Linked DNA regions of Capsicum annuum: all the other regions are linked to region 1. A link is a contact called in public Hi-C data. All regions are on one chromosome and are shown on one strand. The core of a region is the stretch at or near the end of the contact, and the rest is flanking DNA. Distances in the headings are between cores, read along the strand shown. Region 1 holds the start of LOC107858501 (G-box-binding factor 1). Region 2 overlaps LOC107858500 (homeobox-leucine zipper protein ATHB-40). Region 3 holds the start of LOC107858504 (splicing factor U2af large subunit B).

Region 1 (3,344 bases), core at 528-3,027:
GTGAAGTGTACTGATCCGCAGGCAAGTTGACTGTGAGGAGTCAATAGTCGACTCATAGAAATTTTCAATACACCCCCTCCCCTCTTGATTTTCACGATTGGGTTATACTTCAACCAAGCACAAACAAAGGAGTTTAATTCAATTTATAAAAAAAAGGAGTTATAATTTTAAGTTGCTAGGACTTTTCACTTTAGGTGCAACACCTGTGTCGATACAACATGAGTGTGGATATGAGATCCGTACTCGATCTGGTCAACCGATTGGGTACTTTGACCAAAATCAACGGGGACATTCCGGACAAATTCAATGATTTTTGTAATCAAACAAAAGCTAAAGTGAAATTGAAGAAAATGGAATACCTTATATATAGAAATTTCTATCACTCGTTTTAGAAATTTCTATCACTCGTTTTCCTTTTATCTCCTTCCAGGAGATCTGACTTCTAGACCAGCACCCATACCGAACACCCGCAGTCGAGTTCGAGCAACTTAAGTTTAACTTCTATTTATACTGACACTGTAAAATAACTATTAGGTTACCTAAACGATGACAATTGGTAAACACCATAAATAACTTGAAATATAAGACATGTTAATATCATGATGTTATGTTATATTAGGTTAAAATACACTAGCAGTGTGAAACACTGACAGTATACATACTATATACATACTATAAATCCCAAACATAATTATGTGTTCTTCCTTAAAAGCACAATTATAATTGAATGATTACTCTCTCATGTGACAAGTAAACATACATGTCAAGTTTCTATATATTAAAGGAAAAAGGGAAAACGGGAAATATACCCCTCAACTTTGTGATTTAGAGCAATATATCCCTCGTTAAAAACTGATGCATGCACACCACCACCACCACCACCACCACCACCAACAACAACAACATACTCAAAATATTCCTATAAAGTGGAGTCCGAGGAGAGTAAAGTGTACACAGTCCATACCACTACCAGTACCTCAGCTGGTGCATACACACCCTGCTGTCTAACAAATGCTACACATTTATCTTTATATTTTTCTAACAGAAGTTATGAAAAGTTAATTCCCTTAAGCCCCCACCTAGTTCAATTACACATACTAATCTGAATTTCAGGCAAGAAACGGTTTCCACCATTTGCAATTATTCCGCTAGTAAAATTCTCTATGAGAATTGTTTCCTCTTGTCGATTGAGTTACTAAATTCCCAACAACAACTACAAAGAAACTTCTGGGCCCTGTCAAATTTATTCTACAATATTCAAACCGATCTTAGAAGCTTAACCACGTGGACATACTTCAAACAAAACGGCTAAACTTAAAAGAGAACTCAATACTGAAAATTTCAGGATACAATTACAACATATGGTAATAATACAGCATAAACAAAACCATAATATATAATTCAGCTGTTTATTATGTTTTTGTGGTAAACTCAAAATTAACTAGAAATAAGGAAGCAAAAGAAAAGAGAGGAGTAACCTGGAAGGGGGGGTGTCTTGTGTGTGAGGTGGAACAACGAGAGTCCAACTCGGATACACAATCCTATTTTTTTTCTTTTTTCTCCTCTTTGTTCTTTTCTTTGGTTGTCGTTAAATGTTGGTTGGAAAAAAAAAAAAAAAGACAACGTTCCCTATATTTCTTTCTTTACGAAATTTAATGGTTGGTTAGGAGGCTTTGAGGATTAACTTAGTCCTAATTCTTACACTAATCCTAAGCTTATTATCCATAACAACACGCAATTCTTTCTCCAAACACTTGACTTTCTTTGACGGCGCCAACAATATGTGTTTAAACTCTCTTTTTTCTTTGTTGTCAAATAATTTTATTTTTTTTTTATTTTGATTTGTTCCTCCACTTAAATATTTATTTTATTTATCTAGTTTAAAAAGTTAAAAAGTAATTTATTATTTTATATATATTTTATTCTTAAATTTGATATAATTTCATAAGTGAGGTATGAAGAAAACAAGTAGGTATCAAAAAATATTTTGTTTTATTTGAATTTTTTAAAATTGAAATATTGTCATGATTTTTGCAGTAAATATTTAGAATTAATATATATTTTTTAAAAAATAAATAAAATAATATTTTAACATGAAATATAATTTAAATAAATTATTTTGTGAAAATAAAAAATTTAAGATTTTTTTTAAGAAAAAATTAATTAAAAAGTAAATATAAAAGAAATAAAAATAAAAATTTAGCTATTTTTAAAAATTAAATATAATTTAAAGTTATATTTAAATTTTTTGTGATCAAATAATAATTTTTGAAGGCAAGGATCCTGATTCACCCTCAATTCGATTTAGAGTTGTTAATTGATATACTTCCGTTTAAAGGGAAAAGTCATCAAAACCACCTTAAACTATAGTCGAAAAGTCGAAGATACACTTAAACTATTGAAGTAACCTAATAAACACCTATACTATCGAAAAGTGAATTTAATTCCACCCCGACGCATATCAACCAGTCACATAGTGGAAGGTGCTTTACACTCGCCCACCACTTCAGCACCACATCAACCATGTTAGAAATCTGATAAATTTTATTTTTTTCATTCTTTTCTTCTTTTTCTTTTATTAGTTATATTTTACATTAATTAATTCCTAATTAATCATTAATCCTCCAATAATTATATCCTCTTCATCAATAAACCACCCCACCCTCTGGGAACGACTTTTATTCTCTCTATATTTCATCTCTCAGTTGCTACTAGGTTGAATTAGCTCTTTAAGGTCTAAAATGATTGTTTTGTTCAATCTTCCCATGGTCTATAAATATTGTTTATGTGCCCAATGACATAAATGACCAAAAGTAAGCAAGCGGTCAAAAAAACGACCAACCAGTCCATGGCCACCACTGTTCAGCTCTCAAAGTTTCGACACCTAGAGGGGTTTTTCATAAGTGTAATCGAGCAACAACTTCTAGGACAAGGTCACCGATAGCAAATAAGCGGACTCGTTCTTCATCGTAAGTACGGAAAAACAGGAATCATAAAAATCCAACCAAAAGGAGAAAAGGAAAGAAGTGCTGAACAACCATTCCATACAATTATTCAAGTAAAAAGTAAACTTGTAAGGAGACAAGCTGAATTATCTATTTAAGATTTTCATCTTCATCATCATCAATAAACCACCCCACCTTCTCCACATATACGCTTTCAGCCGACCATCATCATTACCACTTATTCTTTTCTCTTCACCACCAACAACAAATCCAACATCACACTACTTCAATGTCTTCTTCTTCTTTGCAATCCACCACCATTATCATTATCGAATTTTTCGTCTTCATCACCACCCATCACTAACAAACCCGACGAGATATCGATTCCTCATCACAAAG
Region 2 (3,344 bases), core at 301-2,800, 410 kb after region 1:
ATGCAACGATTGCAATTGGAGAGATGTGATGGGATTTCGAGCAATAGCCCAACAACTTCATCACTATCAATGGAAGCAGCCATGGATCCTCCTTTTCTTGGGGAGTTTGGGTTGGATAATGCATTTTATGGGCCTGAAAACACTTATTATGGGCCAGCAAATACGTATGCTCAGGGTTTGGAATGGGTTAACAACCTATACATGCCATATCATATGTGATTATTTTCCCTAATTTTTAGAATTAAGCTCCCCAAAAGTTCCCTCTCTATGTATATGTAGGTAGTGACCCAATCACTAGTAATATTTGTGTGTGTACATTAATCTTTTCTCTTTTATTTACTAGTGTGTATTATTATTAGTGTTTGACTAGCTAGCAACTAGCAAGATGGAATATATATAACTTTGGCCTTTGACTAGTTAAGTGTCTGTGTTGCAATAATTTTTAAGATAGAATATATGTAACTTTGTTGCAATAATTTTTAACTTTATCGTCTACTAAATTTTTTTTTTTTTTTTTTTTTGAATACGTATGAATGCGATTCACAAGGTCATCTTTGTATGACCCAGGTGGCACAGCAAGTGATGCTTTTTTTCGAGAGGGTCCAAAGTATAAAAGAAGCAAATACCTGAAATTTATAAGTTAAAAAATGGTGCAAGACGAAAAAGGAAATGATTAATCTCAATTCACTAAATGTAACTTACCTTCTCATACGCGTTTAACATTGCCCCATCGAGCTTTCTTAAAATTCTCTTGTGCTTTTTCTTCTTCTTTTATTTTGCACTTTTTAAAATTTTGAATTAATATCCATTCAATCATTTATTATTTTGACAATCGCGAAGATTCTTCTTAAGTGTGTAAGGATTGCGTTACTAATGTTATAATGAATATTTAAAAGATAAATAAATGGCCTTGCCAATTTTTTAGTTCAGTTTTTTAGGTTAGTAAATGGAAAAAAAAAGACAAATGATGAATAAATCAAGTAAGTTTAGTTAGTTTAATTTAGTTTTCATGTACTAAAATAGAATTGCAAAAAAATGGGAAATAAGTACCAAGAAATAAAAAAAAATAAAAGTTTAAATTGATATTGATAAAAGGACATTCACGATTATAAATTAAAATTTCTTCATTCGATTAAATTTAATTTACTTTATTTCAAGAGATTGTTTTGTATTTCAATTTCAAGTTTAATAACAAGTCATCATATTTTTAAAGAGTTTCTTCAAGTTAGTACATGAAAAGAGAGTTAGGTAGAAAAAAAAAATAGAGATAAAAGAATAAAAGACAAAAATGAAAAGAATGTGTCTAATGAATTTGAACAAAAATAAATTAAAAAGAAGAAATGACATAAAAGAGAAAAATAATGAAAAAGACGAAGAACAAAGATCCAAGCCCAAACTCATTTCAGCCTTTGCTATAATGATTACAAGGCATGAGATTTAAAACCGCAACGCGGGGCAACAAATGGATGCCCTTAGCCACTGATCTGAGTTTTTCAACATTTCTTAGGAAGTTCATTTAATATATATACTCATAAAATCAGAATTTGACCTTGTATATATAATGTAATATTTCGATCAAGGGAGTTTGGGTGAACCCCTGAGCTCCACGCAGATCCGCCCTCGGCTATATATCACAAAGCTCATGAGTAAGCATGCTAAACCACTCTGACATCTCCACCGGCAATTCCTATGCTATTATTCTTAGGACTAGGAGTCTCCTTCTTTTATACTTTTATACTTATCGAAAATACTTTATCAATCGAACTTTATATTAAAAGAAAGGATAATTAAATTTGGCAATTAGTTTTTTACTGTTCACACGCCTCTCATCCTACATACTTAATCATACATAATATAACATAATATATTTGCATCAAACTTCTTGTCCAAAGTAAATTATGTAAAATGACGTGTGATGGATGATTCTATTGCTTGTTGCACCAACTTCTACCATAGCATAAAGCTTGAGACACGAAAAGGCCTCGCTAGCAAATTATGAAAGAGGTTTATTGCCTTATTCATGGTTTGGTTTGTAGGAGTGTGCATCGGTCGGTTCAGTTCGGTTTTACATATTATTGGTTTGGTATATCGATTTTTGATTTTTAAATATGCTAAACCAATAACCAAACCAATAAGATATTTTTTATCGATTTTTAATCCCTAACGATTCGATTTTTGGTTTAACCGATAAGAAAATCTCATAAAATAGAAATAGTAGTAACTAACATGAAAAATAATCGAATCTTAGTTGCAAACAAAAATCCTACATAATGTGTTTTAATTTACAAGAATCTTCAAGTTTGAATTAAATGTTGTTAGGAGAAATTAAGAGTTTGTATAATTGAAATAATAGGTTTGTTAATTTGTAGATATTAAAGAGAAATTAAGAGACATATCTAATAAGTCATATATATATATTCTTATTGGATTATCGGTTTATTCAATAACCCAATAAGAAAAAATCGAACCAAACCAATAACCCAATAATTTTTTAATAAAACCATTAAAAAACCGTTAACCCAATAACCTAATAACAATAAACCAATAACATCTTTATCGGTTCGGTTTATCGGTCGGTTTAAATTTTGCACAGCCCTATTGGTTTGGATCGATTCTTGATTAAAATCATAACCAAACCGATCAATTAAGTCGGTTTTTAAAATTCTAAAATCAAATAAAATAAATAATCATTAGTTTGGTACTTGTCGGTTTGGTTCGATTTTTCGATGTATGATTAGCTAATGATAAATCTATAATAGTAAAACAATGGGATATGAGACAACAATTTCAAATTAACGTTAGGAATCAATAAATTCCTCCTACTATCACAAGATGAATGTATGTGAATACTATTATTTTTCAACACTATTCTTAAGTTTTAGCATGTTTATGTTGCATAATTATGGATGTTCTTTTGCTTCATGTGGTAATATCATAAAAAAAATATACTTCTTTAAATAGAAAAGTCAACCTTTAAATAATCAAAGAGGTAAGCCATTAAAGAGTAGATGAATGTCTTAGTAAAATAATTAAAAACTGACAATATACTACACCACACATATATAATTAGACAATAAGACTTAAGAGTGCTGTTTGGACATACTTTTTAAGAAATGAGATTTTAAAACATTTATAGTACATGTGAAATAAGTAGACTAAAGCCAAATTAATGATTAAAATATATAAAATATTTAATATTATTTATGAAAAACTAATATTATATATTCAAATAATTATTAAATTTATGTATATAATTTGATCGATTTTTCATTTTTTTTAGTGAAACCATAACCAAACCAAATATTATCGATTTTTAAAATTCAAAATCAAACGAAACAAAATAT
Region 3 (3,344 bases), core at 472-2,971, 350 kb before region 1:
TTAGATAACGAGATGAGCGAAGAACTTGGTCTTCAATGTTGTAGGAGTAATGATTTTGATTCGTATCTTTCGCAGGATCGGAAAAGTATTAGAGATGAAAATGAAAAACAACAATTTTTATCATGGTGGAAGACCCGTATTAGGCAATTTCCAAAACTTTCAAGGATGGTTCGAGATTTGCTATCAACTCAATCTTCTTCAGTTGCTTCGGAGCAAGCTTTCAGCGCAGGTTTATAATAGGGGATCATCAATATTCGTTAGCAAAGGATAGTTTGAAGAGTTCAGTATTATTTAGAGATTGGATCAATGCCGAACGAAGAAATTTTGGGCTTCCCAAATTACCGCCCCATATTGAAGACGAAATAGATGAAATTTTAGAGGAAAATAGTGATGACGGAATGGAAGCAATGGAAGAACAAGGAAAAAGACCAATTCCGGAAGATTTATCCGCCGAAGAAATAGAAAAGTTACGCCAAAAATATTATAGATAATTTAGATATTAATACGATTTTACAATAGAGATCTAATTCAAACAGAATCCTTCCTAGAAGGTGGCTGCGTAGATTGGATTTTCATTTAATATCTTTGTAATAAATGTACAACGTATGAAATTTAAATAAATATAACGGCTATTCGCCTAATTTTATTTTAAAATTTGTCTTTTGTTTGTTGCAATTATGAAAAAAAAAAATTAATACAAAACTTTATAAAGTTAGAAAATTTTTTAACTTCTTAAACTTATTAAAAATATTATATTAACTTAAACTTAACATATATTTTTTTAAGTTAAAATTTTAAATTTTTTAAGATATATTAAAACTTAAACTTATTAAAAAAAGTTAATAAATTATATAAATTATATAAGTTAATCTATATATAAAACTTACATATTAATGCCGTTAAGTTAAACTTATATATTAATGCCATTAAGTAATATATATAATTTAAATTAAAATTTAAAACTTAAAACAAACACTGTAGCAGTACATTATATTCCGGTGTCGCTCCGATCCGATTCGATTCCATACCGGTAGTCAGCGGACCGGTCCGAACAAGGAAAAAATTTTGATATTTCGGTTCCGGTAACACCGGTTCCGACGACGTAAAACGAAAAGGAAGCTCCGATATCGATTCCGGATCCGGTCAAACTGGTCCAACAATACCGGTTTCGGTCCGTTGCCTATCCTACTGTAGATTGAGATAATTATACTATAATGTTGTGTGTAAAATTAATTTATAAAAGTGGTGAAGATTTACAATATTTATATGAGTTGGCTTGATTTCATGATCGCTCTAAATCGTAGAGCTTAGATCTTGTTGAGTTGTGAGTTTTTCTTTTTAGAATTAAAGCTATGCAGATTTTTTATGCAGATCATTTTTGTTGTTTCATTGTAATTTTTTCAATCGATTTTTACGCACGGCTAAAGCAATTGAAACAAACGGCATGAATATCTATTTCTTTTTTTAATTAAATATTATTAATTTTTTAATATATAAATAATTTATAATAATTAATTAAGAATGATATACTAAAATTATGAAGCAACTGGTGAAGTAGACATGTCGAAGCCAGTGCGTCTATTATATAGAAAAGAAAAGAAAAGTGGAACACCAAATAATATGTTTAACTAAAATCTTAGAATCCAATTTAAAATTAAAATTATAAAATTTTACATTTTACACAAATAAAAAGTACATTTCTCCAAATACACAATTGTATGCCTTTGTTTTTTTTTTTTATTTCAACCAACTGTTTGCCCATTGAGAAGATGGGTGGAACCAATGTGGAGCCCTAATATTTCTGTTGTGAACTCTGAACTCTCAAACAAAGTACAATTTGTGCTAACAAGATCACAGAAAGCTATCTTTGAGTGAGGATCACATACGGTAGCCATGGCGGAGTATGAAAGCAACGGAGAAGACATAAACAATTACACCGATTATTACAAGGTACTACAATTCTCTCTCTGTCTCTCTCTTTTTTGAATACCTAGAATGTCGGCTTTCGCCTTCTTTTTCTGAATGAATCAATCGAGCTATGTAACCTGTAGATTCCATGACTAAGTGCTTGATGAGGTGTGGGCAAAACCCTGGAGATATCACAGGCTTGAATCTCCACTACAAACACTCACTAATGCCTCAACTTTTCTAGAGAACAACATAATCAAAGGCTAGTTTTATTGTAGATTAGTGGACGCAAGCTTATTTTCTCATAGCAGGTTGCTGGTAGGTTAGTCAAGGCAACTTGTTTATCCAAAAAGGGGGAGGGGGGAAGAGATTGTTTATCAATATGATTTTATCTCAGATTAGATGGTCTAGACTAATGCCAAAAAAATGGCCAACTATGGTTAATCAAAGTTGTGTAGCTCAAAATAAAAATAGAATCTTAAACAAATTGAATTCATATGGAAAAATACCAAAAAATGAAAATGATTCTCAACTCTATTCATTATCAAACCCAAACGATAATCTTAAAAAATGTTGTAGATATGATTTTTATCATATAAATCCATATAAATCGATTAATTATGAAAATAAAAGTGACTCATTTTCTAGATTACCCTTTCAAGTAAATAAGAACTTCAAAAATTCTTGTAATTCACCCAACACAACCTTTTTGATATGCCCGACAATCTTCATATCAATAATTATCTACGTAACGGCAATACTCTATATATAGAAAGTAATCTCGATAGTAAGTATTTTGATTGGAAAAATTATCCATTTTTAATTGAAAGAGTAAATAGTCGCCCACGGAAACCTTTTTAATTGCAAAATTTAGGATAATACAATAAAGGACAAAATAAGGATTTTGTATAAAAATACATTTTTTTATATTTTCATTTCGAAAACTAAAAAGTTCAGTTATCTACTCAAAAAAGATATGTAAATTATCTTAGGGCGACCCTGAGTATAATTCTGGATTATACAGAAATGATTTCCGTGTAAGAACCATAAATGTACTAGCAGAGTGGAGGTTTCTAACTGCGTATGCAGTTTATGTGAAAACAGTTCAATTTTAACTAGTATGATTTCACCTCAATATAATTCCTTTTACGTCTATCTCAACACACACACACACACACACACACATACATGTATTTCCTTTTCCATCCTTAGTTTTATATTCATATATGTCGTCTAGTTTCCTTCAATTGCTTATCTTTTTAATTTGTGTACCCTTCCAGCATAGTTCTCGTGAGTACGAAAAAGATAGGGACTCATCAAGAAGCAGGGAAAAGGACAGGGTGAAAGGGCGTGACCGTGACCGTGACCGTGACCGGGACCGGGACAGGGATGGAAACAGAGACCGGTACCGGGGTAGGGAAAGAGACAAAGACAAG

The links. A called contact is a pair of places that touch in the nucleus more often than the background predicts.
Region 2: a contact with region 1 is called in a Hi-C map of leaf, with 2.6 times the contacts expected there. The contact joins the enhancer-like site here to the promoter of LOC107858501 in region 1. A contact is called at or near these places in 2 of 5 Hi-C or Micro-C datasets (leaf and placenta).
Region 3: a contact with region 1 is called in a Hi-C map of bud, with 4 times the contacts expected there. The contact joins the promoter of LOC107858504 here to the promoter of LOC107858501 in region 1. A contact is called at or near these places in 3 of 5 Hi-C or Micro-C datasets (bud, leaf and placenta).

The regions. Positions count from the first base shown.
Region 1 is chr2:71,052,629-71,055,972 of UCD10Xv1.1, forward strand. It overlaps LOC107858501 (G-box-binding factor 1), which reads right to left and starts at 1,778. Exons shown (of 12, transcript XM_016703178.2): 1 at 1,479-1,778.
Region 2 is chr2:71,462,726-71,466,069 of UCD10Xv1.1, forward strand. LOC107858500 (homeobox-leucine zipper protein ATHB-40) reads left to right here. Exons shown (of 4, transcript XM_047406341.1): 4 at 1-421. The coding sequence ends at 219. Among protein-coding and RNA genes, the nearest start is that of LOC107858500, 20 kb to the left of the region's middle. Within about 2 kb of position 1,551, at least 1 of the 5 cell types and tissues checked has an H3K27ac peak or open chromatin away from gene starts, as enhancers often do. A contact at or near this core is called in leaf, where this site is marked.
Region 3 is chr2:70,698,689-70,702,032 of UCD10Xv1.1, forward strand. LOC107858504 (splicing factor U2af large subunit B) reads left to right here and starts at 1,722. Exons shown (of 12, transcript XM_047406333.1): 1 at 1,722-1,950; 2 at 3,189-3,344. The coding sequence starts at 1,894.